Linked DNA regions of Mus musculus: region 2 is linked to region 1. Evidence: chromatin contacts called from public HiChIP or PLAC-seq data. All regions are on one chromosome and are shown on one strand. The core of a region is the stretch at or near the end of the contact, and the rest is flanking DNA. Distances in the headings are between cores, read along the strand shown.

Evidence for each region. HiChIP or PLAC-seq counts read pairs in DNA pulled down with a chosen protein or histone mark.
Region 2: a contact with region 1 is called in a GR HiChIP or PLAC-seq map of the 3134 cell line, with 5 times the contacts expected there. The contact joins two enhancer-like sites. A contact is called at or near these places in 1 of 15 datasets of contacts at CTCF or cohesin (the NIH/3T3 cell line), 8 of 484 Hi-C or Micro-C datasets (the 3T3-L1 cell line, embryonic fibroblasts, liver and 1 more) and 1 of 115 datasets of contacts at active chromatin or transcription factors (the 3134 cell line).

Annotation. Positions count from the first base shown.
Region 1 is chr11:43,776,119-43,782,031 of GRCm38.p6, reverse strand. It overlaps Adra1b (adrenergic receptor, alpha 1b), which reads left to right. Exons shown (of 2, transcript NM_007416.4): 2 at 5,573-5,913. Among named protein-coding and RNA genes, the nearest start is that of Ttc1, 31 kb to the right of the region's middle. Within about 2 kb of position 2,266, at least 10 of the 459 cell types and tissues checked have an H3K27ac peak or open chromatin away from gene starts, as enhancers often do.
Region 2 is chr11:43,995,359-44,001,474 of GRCm38.p6, reverse strand. The region is part of intron 1 of Gm12153 (a long non-coding RNA gene); the gene reads right to left. Among named protein-coding and RNA genes, the nearest start is that of Gm12153, 39 kb to the right of the region's middle. Within about 2 kb of position 3,209, at least 20 of the 459 cell types and tissues checked have an H3K27ac peak or open chromatin away from gene starts, as enhancers often do.

The sequences.
Region 1 (5,913 bases), core at 1,017-3,516:
TAACTGACTCCCCAAAGATGCCCTTGGAACTGTATACCTACTCCTTGGCATGTGGCCCCTAGCACAAAAATAAACAAAAGAATAAATTTGCATAGACATTTGAGGGCAAAGGTCGAAGCTCTACTGGAGAGATGCAACTTGTTTCCCTCGCTCTTCCCTAAACACTGCGCAGTATAACAGCCATTTATGCGTCACTTATATCATGCGAGATTCTGAGTTATTGATTTGTTATCAGTCACCTAAGGAAGATGCAAAATGCATGGGAGGCTACAAGTAGGTCACAAGCAAATCTCTTGAACCATTTTATAGAAGCGCAAAGTCGCAGATTTTTTTTTTTTTACAAGAGCTGGGATCCTCCTCCCACTGATATGCGGACCACGTGCGTTTCAAAAGGCCCATCATTTGTTATAGGGTTAAAAAGTGTCAGAGCAAATAATAAGAATTTTACATGGTCCTCTCTTTCCTTCTATTTTCTCATTTACTTCTTCCTTTTTATCATTTCTGTTTCATTTTTGGTGGTTGTGGTGGTGGTGGTGGTGGTGGTGGTGGTGTTTTGAAACAGGGCTTCCTGTGGCCAGGGCTGACCTTGAAACTGAATATGTAGCTGACAATGACCTTGAGCTCCTGCTCCTCCTACTTCCACCTCCCGAGAGCTGGGATTTTCAATGTGTGTCACTACACCTTACCCCATGTACATAATTACTCTCACATACTCAAAAGAAGATTCTATGAAACAGTTACCGTTCGCATTTGATAGATGAGAAAGTAGCAGGCTTCATGAACACTTCTAAAGTCCAACAGCCAATTCTGGACACCAGGCCAGGTCATTTGAATTCCGCCTTATACTCATCTCTCACACTGCCCAAATTATCTTGAGAGGAAAGAATGCCTTATACTCACAAGAATGAATTGCACATGACTCCAGATTTGCATGAGAAAATCTATCCTCAGGTCTTTGCTTAAACTTTACAAGGCTATGGCCATAACAGGGTGCTTTCTAACAAAGTTTCAGCACAGGGTCTTGAACACAATCTTCACAGTGTGGAAGATGGCCTAGGAGAACACTTGCCATTAGCGGTATTGTGCTCTGTGTAGTCCTTAAAAGGAAGGATCCATTTGTTGCTCAATTCACTGCCATCTTCAACAGGCTTGACACCAGGCAAGGTTTCATGTTTATCCTCAGAAAAAAGGCTGTGTTGCTTTCAATCCTTCCCCTCTTTGGTCACATTGCGTCCATAGCTACCAGACTGGTTCCTATGCAACAAGACATGCTGCCTGGCTTTGTTCTCATCAGCACATACCTCCCAACGGAGTACATAGGCCTCCAATATCCATCACTCTTGTTCCTTTTCCTACTTAGTCAAGACCTGTTTCCTCGACCCCTCAGACTCGGTCTTGGAAAGATGCCCATAGCCAAAAGACATAAATCTCATCCCGCCAGGATGCTTCACGTTCATTTGCTACAGTTCAGTAGGTGTCTTGTCATGTTCACAGTGTCTTAATCCAAAGCCCTATTTTTGGATTAAGTGACGGTGTAATATTTGTCAGAATTAAAGCAGCACCTTATTGGTCTTAACATACAGCTAGAATGTAGCCCACTTCCACTTTTCCCCAGAGTTTAAAGAAGACGTCAGTCAGCATTGACACATGGGTATGCATAGTACTCTTTCCAAATAGAAACTCCTGGATGGCTTAGTCCCGCTCCAGGAGCCTGACTAAGCCATAACAGCCCGAACTACTGATTTGCTAAACTGAGAAGAATTGCAACTTCCCACAACAACAGGGTGAACCTCAAATTGTTGCAGGATATTTGAACCCTGAGATTGTGTTATTTACTAAAAAAAAAAAAAAAAAAAAAAAAAAAAAAAAAAAAAAAAAACCTGTTTCTAGTTGTGGTGTGGCCCTGCCCTTAGCACACACCTTTAATCCTAAACAATGAAGGCAAAGTTGTAGAAGGAATCACCCATGTTTGAAGGTGATGTTTAACTGAGTGACAGACGAAGTGACTAGTCAGAGAAAGGTTTGACAGAATAGGATCTACCCAACTCTCATGAGAGAGAGAGAAAAGGGAGGCAATGGTAAGAGGAAGCAGCGCAGAGGGAGAGAGGCGGGAGGCAGTTGTTCCTGAGAGAGTTTTACAGAGACAGGATGAAGAGTGAAAAGGCTAGACTCGGGTGAAGACAGGATGAGCCAGCAGATGAGAACAGATTACTAGAGTTTGCTTGAGACCAAACAGCAGTTCAGTCAGAGGCTGAGAGAGAAGTCCGGCTGACTCAGTCAGCTTGGAGAGGAGTTGGAGCTGGAACAGCTGAGCTGAATCAGCCCAGCCTGCATTCAGAAGGAACAAGGAAGGGGGGAATTTATTCAGCAGCAAACCTCAGAGGCTGAAAACCTTCTAGGTTAGATAAGATTGTATCGAGGCTAGAAGTTTCCAGGACAAGGCCTAAGTTAACAGACCAAGGCAATAAGCCTTGGAAGGAACAATTACTACAGGAGAATAAGAGTTATTTTTACATCAATTGACCAAGAAGGTGAGGTGTCCCCAGATGGAATGCGAGCACAACCCAAGCTTAAAGATGGGGTTTGGGGAGGGGCTTGGAAGTTTTGTTTTTGGTTTTTACTGCATTTTGTTTGGTTGGTTGATTGGTTGGTTGGTCATGGGGCACAGCATGGAACATGAAAGACCGTATGTCACAGGCTGGGTAGTGGGGTTAGAGAACACACTTAAAGTACAAAACGGTCTGTAAACTATAGTCACATTGTTTTAAATATGTAAATAAATAAATTCGATAGAAAGTCCTGAAAATGGATAGCAAGGAGGATTGCATGTGTGAATCCAGCCTGAATACAGACCTGTCTCAAAAATAATCTTGTTTAAGTATGGTTTTTCTGCATTATGTACTGTGTATTTAGATAAAGTGTAGGTTCAATGCCTGCAAACTTTCAGGCATGCTGTATGGCCAAGGACAATCCACTTCCCTGATCCAGGTCTCGGTTGCCTATATTTAAATTAGAAGTTGTTTTTAATTTGCTTCTGCTGTGAAATGATTTAGGGTCTCACATTCAGAGGGTAAGTTAATCATGTGCACAGACCACAGCATCTCATTGTCACCGGGCCACGCTCTCTCTTATTTTACTGATTTATTTCCTTCTAGTCCCATCTCCTAGTCCATGTCCATCTGCCTTCACCCCTAGGCAAACATTAAGTGTCTCATATCGTTTTGTGATGTGTTTTTTAATTTCAAAGCATTTCTGCAAGACACATATGGTTGTTTGTTGAATTACTTAAATGAAATCATTCATAAATCTCACTCTGTTTTGCATGTTTTACCATGGGGAAGAAACGGTGTATCTAGACTCTTTCCATACTGCCGTAAGTTTGTTATCCTGGGACATAAGTGCTACCCATTATCCAGTTTTACATATGCCTCCTCCCTCCTCTTCCCCAGGCTTTCTCCTATTCTCTGTGACCACAGCAACACTACCAAAAGCATCCTCCTGTATGCCACCTTATGGTCCTGTGTGAAATTCTTTGAGTAAGGTTTGGCCTGGAACAGAATAGCCCAGCTTGATTGTGTGCACACACACATAGCTGAACCAAGTAGTGCCGGTGTCTCCTCCTAAATGTCTAGACTGCCTGTGTCCTTAGCAGCCAAAGCCAGGGCCTCCTTGTGTCCCCCACAGCCTTATTCAGCAGCCATCTAATGTTTTCCATCATCTTAAAGGCCATGGTTTGTCTCTTTATGGATTCTACTTCAATGTAACTTGACTGCCTGATACTTTGAGCATCTTGTCTCCATGTGAATTACCTATTTTTTGTATCCACTTTTTCTTCTCTGCGTATCCTGCTCCTGGGAATTCCGTGTTCTTCTTGGGTTCTCATTTTTGTCTGAGCTTGGAGATGGGGAGATGCTTTGCTCCTTTGACTAGTTACCTGGTTGACTGGGAGATTTGCTCCTTTGACTAGTTACCTGGTCGACTGGGAGATTTGCTCCTTTGACTAGTTACCTGGTCGACTGGGAGATTTGCTCCTTTGACTAGTTACCTGGTTGACTGGGAGATTTGCTCCTTTGACGAGTTACCTGGTTGACTGGGAGATTTGCTCCTTTGACGAGTTACCTGGTCGACTGGGAGATTTGCTCCTTTGACTAGTTACCTGGTTGACTGGGAGATTTGCTCCTTTGACTAGTTACCTGGTTGACTGGGAGATTTGCTTCTTTGACGAGTTACCTGGTTGACTGGGAGATTTGCTCCTTTGACTAGTTACCTGGTTGACTGGGAGATTTGCTCCTTTGACTAGTTACCTGGTTGACTGGGAGATTTTTGTTGCTGATTTTGGTGGGGTGGGAGGGTTGTTTCTTTGCTTGTGTTTAGACAGACTCTCATTTTGTACCTGACTCTGAAACTCAAGCTGGCCTAGAAATACGTATTCCAGGATGACCCAGATTTTTAGCAATCCTCCTGACTCAGCCCCCTGAGCACTAGGACTAAAGGCAAGAACCATCATATAGATATTTTAATTTAACTTAATGTTTTTTAATTTATTTGAAGTGTTGCAGACATGGAGGTCAGAGGACAAACTAGGATCTGCTGTGTCCTTCCTCCATGTTGGTTCCAAATTCATGTTGCTTGGCTTAGTGACTTGAACCCAAGGCCTCACTCGCACACAAGGACTCTACTACTAAAATACTCACCTCCTTTTTTCTTGCTAGAGTATTTCTTATATTTTAAATAACCTTTTAGCTGTTTGTCTCATGGATTGACAGGGTAAGGACTGACCTATGAAACCTAACAGTCAGGACTGTTGCAGCAATTTACCTAAATCAGGAAAGATTTCATAAACAGAGGGAAGTTACTGAGTTAGAATTCATTCATTTTCCTTTCCTTTATTGTTATTTATTTATTTATTTATTTATTTATTTATTTGTAAGTCTGTAACTCACTATGGAACCAGGGTTAGAATTCATTCATTTTCCTTTCCTTTATTGTTATTTATTTATTTATTTATTTATTTATTTATTTATTTATTTGTAAGTCTGTAACTCACTATGGAACCAGGCTGGCCTTAAACTCACAGAGACCCACATACCTCTGTATCCCAAATTCTGGGATCAAAAGTGAACATACCTGATTCGTGTGTGTGTGTGTGTGTGTGTGTGTGTGTGTGTGTGTGTGTGTGTGTGGTGGTGGTGGTGGTGGTGTTGTTGTTGTTGTTGTTGTTGTTGTTGTTGTTGTTGTTGTTCACAGAGGCCAGAAGAGGATGTCAGCTCCATTAGAGCAGGAGATTGAGACAATTAGGAATTTCTATGTGGGAGTGCTGAGATCCAAACTCTGGTCTTTGTGATAAAGCCTCGAGGCCTCTTAAGCAATGAGCATCTGTCCCAGCCCTAGAGTAATTTGTTCATTTCAAAATGAGAAAGGCTAGCCATCCAGGATTTTAAAAAAAAAAAAAAAATCACATGGGACAAGGCCCAAGGGTGACAAAGCTACCATTGAGCACAGAGTAGGAGAGCCACTGAGTAGAGAGTGTACTAACCAACTGCTGTCTGTCTTTGTGTCTGCACCCCTTCAGGCTCCCTGTTCTCCACCCTAAAGCCCCCGGACGCCGTATTCAAGGTAGTGTTCTGGCTGGGCTACTTCAACAGCTGCCTCAACCCCATCATCTACCCGTGCTCCAGCAAGGAGTTCAAACGCGCCTTCATGCGTATCCTGGGGTGCCAGTGCCGCGGTGGCCGTCGCCGCCGCCGCCGTCGCCGTCTAGGAGGCTGCGCTTACACCTACCGGCCGTGGACCCGCGGCGGCTCGCTGGAGAGGTCGCAGTCGCGGAAGGACTCTCTGGATGACAGTGGCAGCTGCATGAGCGGCAGCCAGCGGACCCTGCCCTCGGCGTCACCCAGCCCGGGATACCTGGGT
Region 2 (6,116 bases), core at 1,960-4,459, 220 kb before region 1:
CGTGTGTACTCATAGTGATCCTGTACTTACAGTGGGTTATGACAGAGAGGAAATAAACCTGGAAAGCCACAGAAGAATCCAGAAAATTTTCCCTAGGCCAGATCTGTACAGCATAAAACATTTGACCCTAGCTGAGAGACTCAGTAACAATTAACATATTTGTTGTTATTGTTGTTGTTGTTATTGTTGCTACTTTCACAGTCAGTAAAACTCTTACTATTACAGTTAAATTGCTCAGCAAACACTAACCCGACAAATAAGTGCTCCTTCTGTGCAATGTAAGCTCTGATGACGATGTTTTCATGACTACCCACAAACTAAGCCAATCTTTTTGTTTTCATTCATGCTAAGTATCAACAGATGTTCTCTTAAAATATTCACAAGCTGTACCAAGGGGAAGGGTTAGATGGCTAGTAAATCCTAGCACAACAGGAAGAAGCGGAAACTATTTCTTTTGGGGTAATGGGCACAATGCTGTAGTGGGATTTCGTGGAATATCATGCATCCTTGGCTAACTCAACTGACTTTCCTCCCTCTAGTGAGGAAAGATCCTCCAATCAGCAGCTGACTTCCTCAGGGATTTGGGGAAAACTTCTTCCCCCCACCCCCACCCCCACCCCCACCCCCACCCCACTGTGTGTTCAGGTGCTGAGCCTATGGCGTCCTGAACTCATAGCTCAAGCTTCCTACTTCTCCCTGGTCTCCAATTTCTTTTTTCTAGCATGCCAGACTCCCCCCCCCCCCAAAGGGTTAGGCAAATGCCAGAAAGTTTGCTCCAAAAACACTATACCAAAGAATACAGCCTCAAGGTGAGTTATGACTTCTACAGAACACAGATCTCAGCTTCGTGCTGAGTCCCTGTCTAGAAGGAAGTCACTTTGAAGTTTCCATGCTGCTCAGAACTCACCCTTCCATCCATTGCCTAGACTTCCCACCTGGTTCCTGATCCTCTAGCTTTCAAATTCTGTGTATTCCTTGACTCTACAGTCTGTTCAGACTTCCCACCTCTAGAGGTTTCTGAGGTATGTCTTGCCCCACAGCCTAAGTGTTCCAGAGGCATGTGAGTGCTCAAACCCAAGAACTTGACCTAGAGAGTTGGGGAAGACTCACATCTTCCTTCTGCCATGATAAATTCCCAGGCATCTCTCATGAAGGCGGATTGGAGAAGTCTGGCTACAAATTGCTGGTTAAGAAATAGGTCACAACTTGCTGTAAATAGGACCCTGATTGTCCTGATTATTCCGGTCCATGGCTTCAGCACTTTCCCACACAACTGTAGCTACACACACCCTACTTTTCTCCTGATTAGCCCTCCTTGTTAGATGGGAGACATTGAATGGGAAATGGCTGGGACATAGAGAACTGAAGTGTTCATTTTCTCCTCTTACCCTCACTTGTAAGGAGACGGCGTGATTTCTTCTGAAAACATAGAGGAGAATGTAGAGGGGCTTTTTTTTAGTCCCCAAATTAATATAAATTATGTTAGAAGCGAAATCGAGTAGAAAGAATGGAATATTTTCTTCTAACTCCTGCCCATACTCACATGGTCTCCTGCTGCCCTCGTTCCCCTCCGGCATGGTCCAGGTTTTATGAGCAATGAGTCTGCATTGACATATCATAATCACCCATGGTTCATGCTTTACACTAAGGTTCATTATTGTGTTGCACATTCTGTGAGTGTTGATAAATACATAATGACATTTTCCTACCATTATGGTACCTCACCTAATAGTTTCATTACCCTAAAAGTTTCCTAAACTCCATATATCCATTCATCTCTTTTCACATGGAAACCCCTGAAAACCACTAATCATTTAGTACTTTCATAATTTTGCCTTTTTCTGAGTGTCTTAGAGTAAGAATCGATCTTACAGTCTGCATCCATTCCCACTTAGATTTTGCATTCAGTAATATGGATTTAAGCTTATCCATACCTTCTTATGACTTCAAAGTTTATTTCTTTTCATCACTAAGTGCTTTGTCATAATCTAGATACATGACAGCTGCTTATCCAGTCACATAAGGAAGGGTATTCTGTTTATTTCCAAGTTGGGATAATTACAGATAGTCATTACCAATATCTTAAGAATGACATCAGCCAGGACAGACTCTGTTGTTGCCAGGGTAACAACTCCCCAGATCTCCACAATTTAAAAGCGCAAAGGTTTTGCTGCTGGTTTCTGTTTTAGTTTTAGTTATTTTCATCCATTGTAACTTTTTGATGAATGGGAGTAAGCTATAGTAAAATCATATATAGCTCAGAGTGTCAGATACATAACCAACCCAAGACTAACCAAACACGTGAACCTGTAGATAAATTACAGGGAACTTGGAATTGGTACCTCTTTTTGAGCTCTATTCCCCAAAGACTGACTCAGTAAGCTAGGCAGTCACCGGGTTCAAAGGATAGCCAACAAATGGAAGGAAGGAATAAAGGAAGGGAAGGCGGGAGAGAAGGGGGGATGGAGGGAGGGAGGGAGGGAGGGAGGGAGGGAGGAAGGAAGGAAGGAAGGAAGGAAGGAAGGAAGGAAGGAAGGAAGGAAGATTGAATATCTCCTTGTGGGAAGGAGGATGCAGGCTAACATCCCAAAGTCATTTTAAGGAGACATTTTGTTCTTCTCTGAGCCTCTTGGGGAAATGACATGGTGACTAAAAGAATTGTTGATATGTGTTGTCCTTCCCCATTAAAAGGAGCTAAAAAAGCCCTGGGCACCAAGATGTGAACTATTTCCTTCAGGGTAGAATAGAGGCACTAAAAATAGCCTTGGAAAATAAAAAGTTGTAGAGGTCCAACAAGGAAAACAAATCAGAAATAAAGTTGGCACTGAGAAAGAAGACAAACCCTCACAGGCAGTAGGAAAAAGAGGCTATTAGCTTGAACACATAAAAGCAGGTACATTTTTCCCACCCACGGAGCTGCTGGCTGGCATTCCTGCCGTGTAAATCAGCCTCTGGAGAAAAGGAAGATGAGTCAGAGTCAGCCAGGTCGGATTACGTTGTGCCAGGGCACCAAACAACTCCCCAGATCTCCACAGTTTACAAGCTCAAAGATTTTTTCTTTCTCCCTCGCAATGCGTGCCCAGCGTGGACTCAAGACACCCAGGTGATGGGGGTTTCACTTCCTTTTAAACAGAGGACAAAGGTGATGGATGTACTGTTTTGCAGCTCCCCGGAAGTATGGCACATCGTTTCCCCTTTCATTTCATTGGTTGATGCAACCACATGACCAGGGATCTCAAAGTAGCATGAGAGCAAATCGTACCATGTGCCCGAAGAGGGGGGAAATGTTAACTGAAGTAAACAGCTCTGCTGTGGTCTAGGATAAGGAGCCTAGGGAAAATCAGGTAGAGAGAAGAGAGCCGAACAGCAAGTTGGTTTCCTAGCTCTCACCCAAACAGGCAAGAACAGCAGCCCCTCAACCCTGTCCCCCTGGCATAGCTATGACTTTACTTCCTGCAAGGATATCTCAGGGTAAAGAGCCAGGATCATTGAGTCAAGCTGTCATTTGGTCATGTCAGGGACACACCAGTTGTGTGACCTTGCCTGATGCAAGTTATTTAATCTCTCTGGACCTCACCTGAGCTGTGTTAGGTGGATGCCAACAACACCTATTTCACCTGGTAGTTGTGAGAATGAATCATACAAGTGAAATGCTTCAGATCACAGCTGCTCAAACTGGCCTTTGCCCGTAAGCTTTCAAGAGACTGCTAACCCCTATTTCTGACTCAATTGGTCCTAGATGGGGCCTGAGTTCATGTTTCTAATAAGCTGGTGCCAAGGTGACTGGGCCACGGACTTTACATTAGAGCAGAGAGTACTAAGCATAGTTGATAAAAAATGTGTCCTTAAATCTATTCAAGAGACTCCAATAGTTCTTGTCCCCTATGTCAAGAATAGAAGTTACAACTGCCTCTTGGTGCAAATATCCACATCATATGCTTCCAGAGAGAAATGCTTCATGAGGTCTTCTTGGTTAACAGCATAGGTGCTAAAGTCAAAAGACCCAGTTTCTAACAGAGCAATGTCACATGTAAGCCATATAACCAAAATAAGAATTTCCTTTCCCTTCTGTGTGGACATCTGTGAACAAATAACACAGACCCACCTGTTGTAACTCCCTAGATTAAAGATCTCCAGGGAAACACAAGGTTTTTGTTAAGGTTGTTATGCATTGGCCTGGGTGGGAAAGTTGACCTGGCCCATTTATACCACCTTCTTATCGTCTTCTCTATTGTCATGTCCCATCACAGAAATATGAGTGTATTTGCTAGCAAGAAGCCACTTTAGACAAAGTTGAAGATATTAGGTGATGTATGATACTTATATCTATAATATACACATATGTATATAAGTATATGATATTTGTATATACATACATACTTATACATATGACCTTTTTGAAAACTAGAAACAAACAGTTCAGAAACAGATCTAACCTTGTTGGTATTGGAGAAGAAATTGGATACGAAGTAACCCTTTCTCTGGTGCTGAAGTGTAAACAACAACAACAACAAACATATAAGCAAAGCAATGAGCACATACTAAGTGCTCAATAAATAGTTACCAATGAACCCCAAAGAGATATTATTTCTCACAGGTAGAGGAAAGAGAACATGGGAGAGGGTGCCTTTAGGATCCCCCAGAGGTAAGAAAGGATCAAGGGTGTCCTTAGCAATTTTCTACCTCTTCACTTATCTTCCACTTTCTCAAAAAAAAAAAAAAAAAAAAAAAGTTAATTCATGCACCAGAGAGTACAATCAGAATTACTCAATAAAAGCTGAGCTGGGACAGTTGACAAGATCTCCCCTAGGCCTTATAGAGGCAGCTCAGTAGGAACTCCTCCAGCTCCATAGTCATCCAGGAATGTCCCTTTGAATACAATGTCCCTTTGAATACACTGTCTGAAGAGTCTCTCTCAAGCCAAAGACTCTGAAGGGAAATGATGGCTTTTCCCCTCCTTCCTCAGCCTCTCACCTGCTGGGGGAATGTGGGAATCCTGTCATCTTCTGGGGTCTTCATTTTCTTAGGTGAGGATGGGGCAGTAACATTGCTTGTGACTGCTTTACTGAGAGGAGCATATGTAAGCCATCACAGATCTGAACGCACTCAAAAAGTGAAGCGCACGTTTCCCAGGCAGAGTGTAATTATTCATTTGAGAAAGAGGCCTGACGCCACACAGGGCATACGAGTTAGACCCTCTTTTAATCACAATTCTGGTGTCAGTTCTAATAGCACAGGTTTTCACGCTTGGCTCCTCGACCTTCACCGGAGCATTCAGGTTTGTCAATTATGGCCAGTTCAATTGGGTTTTCACAAGAGATGGATTAACCAAACCACTCCAAACCCACTGTCATTGACAGGCGACAGAAGCAAGGTTTTATGGAATTCTTTTTACCCTAATAAATGAAAGTTATTTTTAAAAATATTAGAAAGGGTTAGCAGAGTTGAGAATTTGTCTCTGAATGGAAAAACAAGGAAATTATTATACCTAGGTATGGTGGGGGAGAGAGAGGGTCTTTATTGTAGGTCTGAGCCAAAATACTACCAGGGGCATTTAGAAGAGTCCAAACGGAACTGGTCCATCACATTGAGCTAGGTTATAGAGTGGCAAGGGTTTGAGAAAGAAAGAGAGGGGCAAAAGAGAAGCCAAGAGAACAAAAGCCACACAGACAAAATTGCTGGGTTATAAAGGAAAGAGAGGCTTGGGGAAGGAAAGGGAAGCACATACACTGTTTAAGTTTAGGGTAAGATGCTGGTACACCAGCTAGGATAACTCTGTAACAGGTACTTAAGATGCTGAGAGATCCTGGGAGAACCTGGTACTCACTGTCCTCTCTGATATGTTAAATAGGCCATTTGTCCTGGGTTTCTTTGAGATCTGACATTCCAGCCTTTTTGTTGTTGACAACATAATCTCTTCTATAACTACCTCCTGCTGAAATTGGGAATCCATTGTTGGGTCCCAGGATGGCTGGAATGATGGCCAAAGCCAAGAGAGAAAAAAGTGCAGGCTGGGGGACAACTGTTTAATCACTGTCCAGGTTCTATGGGACCACCTGGGGCTAGGGAAGTGCAGACCACTTTGGAGCAGTCTGTGATGTTGGACCACCTACAGC